4 separate regions of the Rattus norvegicus genome follow, and regions 1, 3 and 4 are each linked to region 2. Evidence: chromatin contacts called from public Hi-C and HiChIP or PLAC-seq data. All regions are on one chromosome and are shown on one strand. Each heading gives the region's core, a stretch centred on a gene start, on an enhancer-like site or on the middle of the called end of the contact. The rest is flanking DNA. Distances are from core to core; before and after follow the strand shown.

Region 1 (2,700 bases), core at 70-2,569, 190 kb after region 2:
TATAGCAATAAAATTACTCTCTATGATAGACCTCTTTACCCAGAGATCAATGCCTGTTCAACTCATATCAGAGAAAAATATTTACTTACTTAATTTAATGTGTGAGTGCCCTGCTGCATGTGCACCTGAACACCAGCAGAGGGCATCAGGTCCCTTTATAGATGGTCACGAGCCACCACGTGAGCGCTAGGAACTGAACTCAGGACCTCTGGAAGAACAGCCAGTTTTCTCTCTCTCTCTCTCTCTCTCTCTCTCTCTCTCTCTCTCTCTCTCTCTCTCTCTCTCTCTCTCTTTTTTTTTTTGGTTCTTTTTTTTCGGAGCTGGGGACCGAACCTGGGGCCTTGCGCTTCCTAGGCAAGCGCTCTACCACTGAGCTAAATCCCCAACCCCTACAGCCAGTTCTCTTAACCACAGAGCCATCTCTCCAGACCCGAGAAGTTTCTTCTCGCAGTAGGTGGGAATTTAATACCGAGACTCACAACTGGAAAGTGTACAGAATGAGAGACTTTAGATCACTCGTACCTAAATGGGTTATTTTCACCAACCCTCCTCCCTTTGAGTCTCAGTGAGCTATGTAGTAGAGGAAGCTAAAAGATTGGAAGAGGTTGGGGATTTAGCTCAGCGGTAGAGCGCTTGCCTAGTGAGCGCAAGGCCCTGGGTTCGGTCCCCAGCTCCGAAAAAAAGAAAAAAAAAAAAAAAAAAAAAAGATTGGAAGAGCCAGAGTGATGGATGTCTCCAAGGAAAACAGTGTCCTCCAGACATAGCAAGACCACGTGGTGCATGTATAAACTCACAGAGATCTGTGACAGTGCACACGAGCCTGCACAGGTTCAAGTCAAGTGGGGTCTCAGCACCGAGAGGGCTAAGTAGCACAGGGTCCCACTTCTAATCAAAAAGCTATTGCAACTGCTACTTGTTGGCAAAAAGGAATTCGGTTTTCTCCATTGGAGCATCATTGAATGTATCAATCATACTCTAGGGCAGGCTCCATGCCAGGTGTAGCTGAGAACTCAATGATATTTTTGTTTCATTTTTTTGGCTTTAATTCATTCATTAAGTAAAATTTGGTCTTGTGGCTTGTTCATTTTCTTTTCGGGAGAGTGTTGTTTCGAGAGAGAAAAAGAACATACAATTTGGTGGGTAGAGAGGTGGGAAGGATCTCAGAAGAACTGGGGGAGGCATAACATGATCAAAATATAGTGCATACATTTTTTTTCAATTAAAAAACTATAAACATAAAGTCTCCAAGCTGTTGAATGTCTGCGCAGCCGAAGGCAGTGTACGCCACCTAGTGGGGACATTGCTGAATTGCTGCGTTCTCCAGCAGTCAGCAGTCTGTTGTGTGACCCTCCAACCCTGACCACGGAGCACCCTCTTGTATCCCTTGTCGGGCTTCCTGGTTTGGGATTCCTTAGGTCCTAGGTTTTGCTGAACATTCATCTGTGTCCTGCTGGAGTAGGGCTTCTTATGAGTCGAGACCCTGGTCCCTAGCTGTCTCTGCTTACTTGAGGCTCGGGCCAGCTCGCAGTCAGACCCTCGCTTTCCCTTGGGATGTCACGGCAGTTTGTATTGACGATTCCAGCGATCATCTTCTCTTGCAGACATTTGAAAAATGTTCTTGGTTTAATATGGACTGGGAAGCCCTAGGACCTAATTCCATAAGCCTGCTTCGCTGTAGGAATGATTTGGAGTGATCTGTTGGAAAGGAGGAGGGAGAATTCAGGCAGGGGAAGGATACCTGAACTGTGTCCCTGCTGAGCAACTTGGCGGCTCTAATTTCAGCTTCCTGGGTACCAGCCCTGGGCTGAACTGATGTATCCTATGCCTGCCGAGTGCTAGATGTCATTCACATTTGGACATCTCCACTGTGTAAAAAGTAATCTTTGGCCTGGCGGCGGTGGTGGGTGCCATTAAAATCCCATCACTCGGGAGGCAGTGGCAGGCGGATCTCTGTGAGTTCAAGGCCAGCCTGGTCTACAGGCCAGCCAGGGCTATGCACAAACAAAAAAACAAAACAAAACATAAACAGCAACAACAAAAACTTAGTCTTTGTCTTACCATTCTGTCGTGAAGTTATGACAACTTGAAATGGTTTCCACCTGAGACAATTTGTCTATAGGAGAAATTATTCCTATGTTTGTAAAGGCTCTGGTTTCATTATTTACCTGTACTGTGTTGTGAGCCAAGTGTCCCAGCATTTGGTTCTGCTTGAGCATTTGAGGACACATGTGTATACATTCGCGTGTTAGTGTGGGTGCATTTCCTTTTTTTTTTTTTTTTTCTTTTTTCTTTTTTTCGGAGCTGGGGACCGAACCCAGGGCCTTGCGCTTGCTAGGCAAGCGCTCTACCACTGAGCTAAATCCTTAACCCCGTGGGTGTATTTCCTTATCCAAGTTGCAGACAGTCCAATACCACAGGCCATTACTCGAATATATATATATATATATATATATATATATATATATATATATATATATATATATATGTATCTCACAACAAAGTAAATAACAGGACGGAGAGGGGGAGTCATTCAGTGGTAGACTTTGTGTTTAGTGGAGGAAAGTCTCTGAGCTCAATCCACAGCACTAGAGTGTTGGAACACAGGAGAGAGCTTTCTCCTGAGCCAGTGATGGGCATGGCGAAGAAACCGATGGGCGTGGCAAAAGGAAGTGAAGACTTCTAGATGCTTACAGGTTTCTT
Region 2 (2,700 bases), core at 96-2,595:
CAAACAAATACTGTGCGTTTTCCCTCATATGTGGCCCCTAGTCTCTGTGAAATATTCTGGAAGTAAACAAGGGTTAAGGCTAGGAATCCAGAAAGGCAGCCATGAAACTGGACAAAAAAAGGCTTTGAGGGAAGGTGGTGGTGCAGACAGTAGAGCAACGTGGAAGGGGAGATTGGGGCAAAAGGGTATAGTAGTGAAGAGAAAGTCGAAGGGAAGGTTAGACCCAAAGGAACAACTATGAGCCTTCTTTATGGAAACCTGTCACTGAGTCATCACCCAGCCCCACTGTTGGTCTTTCTCTGATCCCGATTTCTGGTTTGGTTCTGTTGTGGCTAGCAAGTATACATTGTAGGGTCTCACTACTTATGATTCATGGTTGTCTGGGTAAATAAACCTGAAAATACTGTGCCCAGGAAATTTCTTTTTCTGTCCTTGTCTGTGGTGCTGGGAATTGAACTTAGGCATTCACACATGCAAGTCATGTGGAAATTTTCTATAAATATCAACTAGGTTTAGTTTAGTCATTGTGATGCTGGGTTAGACACGAGGATGAATAATGCTTGGGGTTATTAAAGGGACTAAACACAGCCCGAGACAATTTGGCTCTGGTTTTGCAACACCCCAACTCTTCACGATCAGGTAGTTCTGACCAGTCACTCAGCATTGCAGAATCTTTAACACAACCTCAGTTCACAGTAGTGTTTGAGGACAGCCAGAGCTATGAGCCTGTCCCAAATAGCACCAGGAGAAAATAAGTAAGTAGATGTCTTGGCCTTTGCGGAACTTGCCTCATGCCCGTCAGTGAGCAATCAGTTAACTACTCGGTAAGTAGTCAGAGATGAATGCTAAAATGTCAAACAAGACCAGTGGTCTCTAGTCCTGAATGAAAAATGGTCCTTTTCCATAGAGCCTCGGGTCAACTCTTTAAGGTCCGCCCTCGAACCTTTGCTCTCCTTATTTGGCCCCTCCTGCTTTCCTTCTTCGGTCCCTCCCTCAGACCCGCCTCTCCTGTGCCGATCCTCTTTAGGCCCCGCCTCCTGCCCGCCTCCACACTGCCCTTCGCACCAGCTTTACCCCGCCTTGACCTCGCCTCCAAAGCTCTCATTTGCTACCACCGCCAGCCCCTCCCCACCACAGTCTTCCAACTCCGCCCCAGCCCCGCCCAGCCCCGCCATCAACTATTTCTCCTCTGACCCGCCTCCTTTGGGCTCACCCAACCACGCCCCTCCAGTTCTTTAGTAGGCCACGCCCTTCACCCCCGCTCCACTCTTCCTTTACTCCGGCCTCCAGTCCTACCCCTTCCCTACCCGAGAGCGTGGTCCGCCGCCTGGAGGGCACGTCGACGTCCGCACGCTGGGGCGGGGCCTGACGAGCGCGCGTGGAGCGTGGGTTCGCGTTCTGCCGCGGGTCTCCTGCGCCGGTGGCGCGCAGCTCCCGGATAAGTTGCGGAAGCTGAGGGTTGCCGACCGCCGGCTTTGGCTCGGTCCCTGCGCGCGCCCCGGAGCGGGCCGGGCCCATCATGGCTCACCGCTGCCTGCTGCTGTGGGGTCGGGGCGGCTGCCGTCGCGGCCTTCCTCCCCTGCTCGTGCCCAGCGGCTGCCTGGGTCCCGGCCGGCGGCCCTGCCTCCGTACGGTGAGTCCCGCGTCGCTGCTGCTCCCTCCGGCCAGCTTCCGGCTAGGGCGCAGGTGTCAAGGTCACCGGCCGGGGACGCGTGACGGCCTGAGTCTCCTGGTCCCCGTGGGTGGTATTTCTCCTGACCCCGGGGCCCTGTGGACCGCGCTGTGGTGAGTGGCGCTCTGAGCCCGGGAAGGTCACGCCTCTGCTTTGCTACTCGCTGCCGTGGTCTCGTTGGCTTTCGTGCCACTGGAAAAGGACAGTCGAGTGGACTGCACCGGCGAGCTGGAGGGGAGAGAGAGGGCTGTGGAACTTCCCTTTCCGAACATCTGTTGAATTTGGAGGGCCGTTGCTGGCATCCGGAATACAAATGCCACTGGTGTCATTCATATATATATATATATATATATATATATATATATATATATATATATATATATATATATAGTTCAGGTTAGGGCCTATGTATTTAGTTGCATAACAGCGCCTATCCGGAGGCTTCGCTGCTCTTGTAGGGCCACACACTAACTACCTAGTACCTTTTATTGAAGTGATGTTGTGTTGTGTTGGCAGGACCATGACACAGCTTCTTGCTGTGTGCCAGTCCAGCATAGGTTTTACCCGGAGGTACATAGCATGGCGGTTGAGAAATGTGATTGGTTGCTTGAACCTGGCTAGACAACTTACTGTCCAGCGTCTTTGAGGTGATTAGTCTAGCCTCTTCACTTAGAAGCTAGAGGTAATAATACAGCAGCCTTTCAGTTTCTGGAGGGGATTAATGCATGGACCCTTACCAAACTTAAAGGATGCATGCCCTCCTATGGGCTTTGGTTTGTTTATGTTTTGTTTGGGGATTTTTGAGATGAGGTCTTACTGTATAGCCCAGGCTAGCCTCCAGGATCTCCCACCCGATCCTCCTAATCATGCTGGCTCTTCGCTTATCCGCTCATTTCTAGATTGTTTCAGTACCTAATGTGGTCGTAAACCGTTAGTAAGTAGACTTTACATCCTAACACTCAATGAACAGTGACCAAAACCCAACCCAACCCACTCTTCCCCACACAGGAAACAACAAGAAACCCCTA
Region 3 (2,700 bases), core at 196-2,695, 170 kb before region 2:
CTAGTATGTATTAGTCTCCCACACAGGACTGAGAAAGGCCTCTGCCTCAGAGTTTTGGCACACAAATACTACATTTGTTTTCTTTTACATATTTGTATGTATTGGGTATGTGCACATACACACGGAGTTCAAAGACCAACCACGTGGAGTGGAGTCTCCCCTTCAACTATATGGGCTGCAGCTTGGCAGCAAAGTCCGTTCACCTGCTGAGCCGTCTCACTGGCCCTAAATACTGCATTTTTATATTTGAGATTATGAACCCATAATTAAGTAATTTTTCTTGAAGAGCTTGTTTTATATCTCTTGCCTTGAAAACAAAAGGCGTCCACTGAGTTTTTCCTTAACCGCCAACTTCTAACCCTTAATGACTTTCTACTATAAAATTAACTGTAGGGTGCCATTTCCCACATTCCACATAAAATTGTACCTACTACGATGTTCTTACTTGGTTGATGCTACAACTCTAAGGACTTCGAAGGCTAGCCTGGGTAGAATGTTACCAATTAAAACCATCCATGATTGGATGGACATTTTAAAGAGTTATTAGCTTTAATCGCACACTGGAAGGGGTTCAGAGAGGCCCCTAGAGTTCTTTTGTACTCCAGATAATTGTCCTTAGTTTTGTCTCTGACACCTATTCCTTCTCGAATTCCTTCTGGGTTAACTAGGCTAGGATGAGTGTGGTTATTACCTCAGGGGAGATTGAATCTGTAAGGCCTTGTGCATCACATCTCAGGCCCTGATCTAGGCTTTCGGAGAATTTGGCAAAGCAAGCCTTTGATCGTTGTCCTCACTGAACGTCTGAGTGGAGAGAGTACCAACACTAAAGAAGCATTGAAGAAGTAGCGGGACATGGTGGTTCAAGGCCAGTTTGGTTACCCAGGGAGACTGTTTCAAAATAAATGAATAGGAAAATATATTTAAATAATTTTGCAGATGTGCAGAGAGATAGTATGTGTCAAATGGTCCTGAGAAACAGACGAGTCTCAAAGGACCCAGGGGGCCTGTGCTCGCAGGCCAAAGCTGGAAGCGCTGGGCAGCCAGTGGCGAGGGTGATTCAGATGACCGTTTCTTCTTGATAAATCGCCCCAGATTGAATTCAAGTTCTTAAATAGACTGTGGGAGCCGAACGGGTGACAGCGACTTCGCGGCCAGACGCCTGCAGGACCACGGCTCGGGCCCCAACCTTGCGGTCGCCCCTCGCCGCCCGTCACTCACCTCGGGGGTGACGCCCCCAGGCCGTGCTCAGCCGCGCGTCACTCACATCGGGAGGGGGCGTGACGCCCCCCCAGGTCCTGCTCGGCCGCGCGTCACTCACCTCGGGGGTGACGCCCCCAGGCCCTGCTCGGCCGCGCGTCATTCACATCGGGGGTGACGCCCCCAGGCACTGCTCCGCTGCGCGGCCCCCAAGAAGGGGCGGGGCGAGGCGAGACGGGGCGGGGCTAGTGGACGCCATCGCCGTGCTACCGGCCGGCTGCGTGCTGGTCAGCACCGAGCGCCGCGGTGTCCCCGCCTAGTCCCCGCGGCGGCGCGCAGCCGGCCTGGGCGGCGGCAGCCCGGGATGCGGAGGCGGCGGCTCGTAGAGACGATGCTCCAGCGCTGAGGAGACGCGGCAGCCGAGCGCCGGCGGCGCAGCGACGTGGGCCGCATGGCGCAGCCCTCAAGCCCGGGCGGCGAGGGGCCGCAGCTCGGCGCGACAGGGGACCCGCGCGACGCGCTGAGCTTGGAAGAGATCCTGCGGCTCTACAACCAGCCCATCAACGAGGAGCAGGCGTGGGCCGTGTGCTTCCAGTGCTGCGGCTCCCTGCGCGCCGCCGCCCGCCGCCAGCCCCACCGCCGCGTGCGCTCGGCCGCGCAGATCCGCGTCTGGAGGGACGGCGCCGTCACCCTGGCGCCCGCCGCGGACGAGGAGGGAGAGCCGCCCCCTGCCTCCGGTGAGGTCGCGGCCCGATGCCCCCGGCCCGGTGGGAAGCTGGCGGGCGGCTCCCGGAGGGCGGGCGGGGCTGCGGGACCCGGGTTCCCGGGAGGCTCTGTGCGTGTCCGCCGGCCTCGGCTGTTTACCGGGGGCTGAGGTGGGGGTGGGGTGGGGTGGCGAGGGCTCCGGAGATGCATGTGTGAGGTTCGGTCAGGAAGATGACATCCTTGGGAAAAGGAGCTGGCCCTTCGTAGCGTTTTGAATTTGTCAGTAGTCCTTGGAAATGGTAGGGAAACCACTGAACCCCCAAGAATTGTGCTATTTTGGAGAGAAATAGAAGAAATGAGGACTCCGGGTACCCTGTGTGAAAATTCGCTGTGGTGAAAAGTACAGGTTTATAAGAAGTAAACAGGCTGTTTAGATGAAATTGCTTTTGGTTAGTCCGCGTACATTCTTCATGACTTGTCACCTAAACAGTGACACATTACCAGGAGCTTACTCACATGCTTTATTGATGGGAAGACTAGTAATAGGTTTCCCCTATCCGGTTTTATCTAATTCATTCTTTGAGAAGCAAGTCTATTCAAAACATAGCAAAACAATCCACCTTCACCTTTAGAAAGTTGATGGAAGTGTCAAAATGCTCAAGGATGGAAAATGTAATTAGAATAGTCTGTAAAACGACATTTCGTGAAAATCCTTTTCTAAATTGAGGGAAACGTTCAGTATTATCAGCCCTACTAGAATATTCTCTCATTTTTAGTTCAAGTAAACATAGTTTTGTT
Region 4 (2,700 bases), core at 44-2,543, 210 kb before region 2:
TTTTTCAGAAGGGTATCCTAAGCCCATCTTTTTCCTAAAAGATCAAAAGCCCTTGTGTTTCTCCCGTTGACTTTTTAAAATTTAAAAACATTTTAAAATACTGTGTCTGTAAGTACACGCAGTACTTACAGACGTGGGTTCAGATATTCTCTTTGGCCAGAATGGGTGTCAGGGACCCTGGACCTGGAGTTATAAGCCATTCATTGTGAGTATGTAAGAATTCTATCCTCTGTAAGCCACACAGGCTCTAATTACGGAGCCATTTCTTTAGCCCCCTCCCCTCAAGCTTTGTTGTTCTTGTTGATTTGTTTATTTCTTGCGGGGATAGGTGTCTTTCAGGCTGGGGCTTCCTGCCTCACGATTGGAATGCTGGGAATACAATCTTGGTCAAACCACTCCCACCCAGACTTCCGCAGGTCGGTAATCTCAGGTCGTTCTCTTTTTCAAACTTCTGTCTTATTTAATGCTCTTAGTATATGCACGTGTTTCTAGCTATATTGTAAACCTTGATGACTAAACAAGGACAATTCTACTACTGCCTTTTAGACAACGATCTGCTCTCTAATGCAATTGATTGCCTAGATCAACACGGACCCAAACTACATAAAAACACTTCAACGGATAAAACTTAGGGATTCCCCCGGTGCCACTTATGTGCAATGTATCTGCAATGTACAAACGTTACAGTTGCCAGGCAACGAAGGCTTCAGCTAGCAGGCAGGCCTTGATAGAGCGGACAAATGTGCTAATTTGGACCGCCGCCTCTAAGGATAACCAACTTGTTTGTTGGTTTGTTTTTTTCAGGCTTAAAGCCTGAAGCAGAAACACGTGCCCGGCTCTCCTAAGGCCAGGTGGCGCTTCCCGGGTCGGGGTGGCGACAGCGCCAACTCAAGTGGAGACTCACCATCAGGAGTGTGAAGTTCTTTAGGTCGGGGACCGACTCCCCGCAGGGAACGAACATGACTGCAGTGGGCGTAAGAGAAGCTGGAGCGCTGTCCGGGACAGCTAGGATACCTATCCTTAGGATAGAAGGCGGAACTCGCGATCCGCCCGGGTCCTTCGGGTCCTTCGGGTCCTGTAGGCGTCCGACGCACTGCCTGCGCTCAGTGCTGAACGAGGCTCGAACGCTCGGCAGGCGGCGTTCCCCGGGGTCGTAGGTCGAGGCCCTGCGACAGAGGACGTGGGAACCGCGCGTGCGGGACCCGCGAGGAGGCGGCGCGTTGGACCGCGTCGATCAGGCAGCTGGCAGGCCAGCCCCGGCGACTGTCAGTCCGCCCGGTTTGAAGACAGTTAGTTGTGGCGCCGCGGCTGCAGGGTTCCCGCCCTGCCAGGTCTGACGCGGCCGCGGCGCTTTGTGCTACGCCCGCCACCGATGCTGCGCGGCCGGGACGACGGGCTCCGTGGCTGCACCGTGTGAGACGGAGAGTAGCGGCCGGGAGGCGCCAGTGCCGGCATGTCGCTGCCTCCGGAGAAAGCCTCTGAGCTGAAGCAGCTCATCCACCAGCAGCTGAGCAAGGTGAGGAGCTCGGGCGGACGGGACCGGAGCCAGGGCTGTGGAGCGGGCGCCGGCGGGCAAGCTTCGGTTGGGCGTGTGACCCGAGGGAGCGCTGAAGGCTCTTTAGCTAGAGTGGAGGAGAGCCGCTGTAAACCGGAGGCGGTCCGGGCGCTTTCCAGATGTTCATGTACAAGTAGTCCGAGGCCAGATGTTTAGGGTTTCTTTACGCCTGGAAGCCCGATCGCAGTAAGTTATGGGAGACAGGGCGCTCCAATGACTGACAAGGAACGCGTTTACCCGGCTCGGGGCTTTCAGGAGAACCGCGACTTCCCAGCAGCAGCGCCCGACTGCTGGCCGTAAGCTGAAGTAATAAAGCTTCTTTATGGTGTGTTGGTGCGCCGGTGTTTGCGTCTCTAGCGTCTTTTGGCGAATCCTCAAAACAATCTCGCTTTTCCATCGGATGGGCAAGGAGATAGACGGACAAATTAGAGTTGCAAGTTGAATAAGTGAGAAGGCTGAAATAACTCGCTCTTTGTTCTGCCTCCTTCTAGGTCTGTGTTCTTTTGATTGTCCTCCACTCCCTCTCTTAAGAATTGTTTTCATTGAATCATTTGCGGGCAACCAGCAATAAAGGTTGATAACCAACCAGTTCAGATTGTTTCTAGTATGTTGCTCAAAACTTCCACCACTTAAAAAGCTCAATTTTATTGGCATTGGGCACTTGCCATTAGTTTCAGAAGCCTAAAATCTACAAGTGGCGTTTAACTGCTTTATAATGTTGTAAATTGTTTTTGTGCGGTTTTTTTTTGTTGTTGTTGTTGTTGGGTTTTTTGTTTTGTTTTGTTTTTTGAGACAGGGTTTCTTTGTGTAGTTTTTCTGGCTGTCCTGGAACTCTATAGACCAGGTTGGCCTGGAACTCCAGAGATCCACCTGTCTCTGCCTCCCGGGTGCTAGAAATAAAGGCATGCACCATCACCACCAGGTATAATTTTGTAAATTGTAATGTGGGGTTTTCTCCACAGATGGATGTCCATGGCAGAATAAGAGAAATTCTTGCCGAGACTATACGAGAAGAATTAGCACCTGACCAACAACATTTATCAACAGAAGATCTGATCAAAGCTCTCAGACGTCGAGGAATCATTGATGATGTAATGAAAGAGCTTAATTTTGTGACTGTGAGTAATTTCCTAGGTTAAACAAAT

The links. Hi-C and Micro-C count contacts between places; a contact is called where the count stands out from the background. HiChIP or PLAC-seq counts read pairs in DNA pulled down with a chosen protein or histone mark.
Region 1: a contact with region 2 is called in a Hi-C map of psoas muscle, with 2.3 times the contacts expected there. The contact joins the enhancer-like site here to the promoter of Afg3l2 in region 2. A contact is called at or near these places in 5 of 12 Hi-C or Micro-C datasets (the A7r5 cell line, the Rat2 cell line, Schwann cells and 2 more).
Region 3: a Hi-C map of liver shows a contact between it and region 2, with 4 times the contacts expected there. The contact joins the promoter of Spire1 here to the promoter of Afg3l2 in region 2. A contact is called at or near these places in 9 of 12 Hi-C or Micro-C datasets (the A7r5 cell line, the Rat2 cell line, Schwann cells and 4 more) and 1 of 1 datasets of contacts at active chromatin or transcription factors (oligodendrocytes).
Region 4: a contact with region 2 is called in an H3K27ac HiChIP or PLAC-seq map of oligodendrocytes, with 5 times the contacts expected there. The contact joins the promoter of Cep76 here to the promoter of Afg3l2 in region 2. A contact is called at or near these places in 1 of 12 Hi-C or Micro-C datasets (hepatocytes) and 1 of 1 datasets of contacts at active chromatin or transcription factors (oligodendrocytes).

What each region holds. Positions count from the first base shown.
Region 1 is chr18:63,081,175-63,083,874 of GRCr8, reverse strand. No RefSeq gene overlaps it. Among named protein-coding and RNA genes, the nearest start is that of Impa2, 22 kb to the left of the region's middle. Within about 2 kb of position 1,319, at least 1 of the 93 cell types and tissues checked has an H3K27ac peak or open chromatin away from gene starts, as enhancers often do.
Region 2 is chr18:63,267,645-63,270,344 of GRCr8, reverse strand. Afg3l2 (AFG3 like matrix AAA peptidase subunit 2) reads left to right here and starts at 1,345. Exons shown (of 17, transcript NM_001134864.1): 1 at 1,345-1,633. The coding sequence starts at 1,520. It also overlaps a transcript of Prelid3a not described here and the pseudogene LOC134482954.
Region 3 is chr18:63,440,279-63,442,978 of GRCr8, reverse strand. It overlaps Spire1 (spire-type actin nucleation factor 1), which reads left to right and starts at 1,445. Exons shown (of 16, transcript NM_001415684.1): 1 at 1,445-1,934. The coding sequence starts at 1,649.
Region 4 is chr18:63,476,951-63,479,650 of GRCr8, reverse strand. It overlaps Cep76 (centrosomal protein 76), which reads left to right and starts at 1,293. Exons shown (of 12, transcript NM_001100514.1): 1 at 1,293-1,516; 2 at 2,518-2,673. The coding sequence starts at 1,454. It overlaps Psmg2 (proteasome assembly chaperone 2), which reads right to left and starts at 1,031. Exons shown (of 7, transcript NM_001106138.2): 1 at 905-1,031. The coding sequence starts at 961.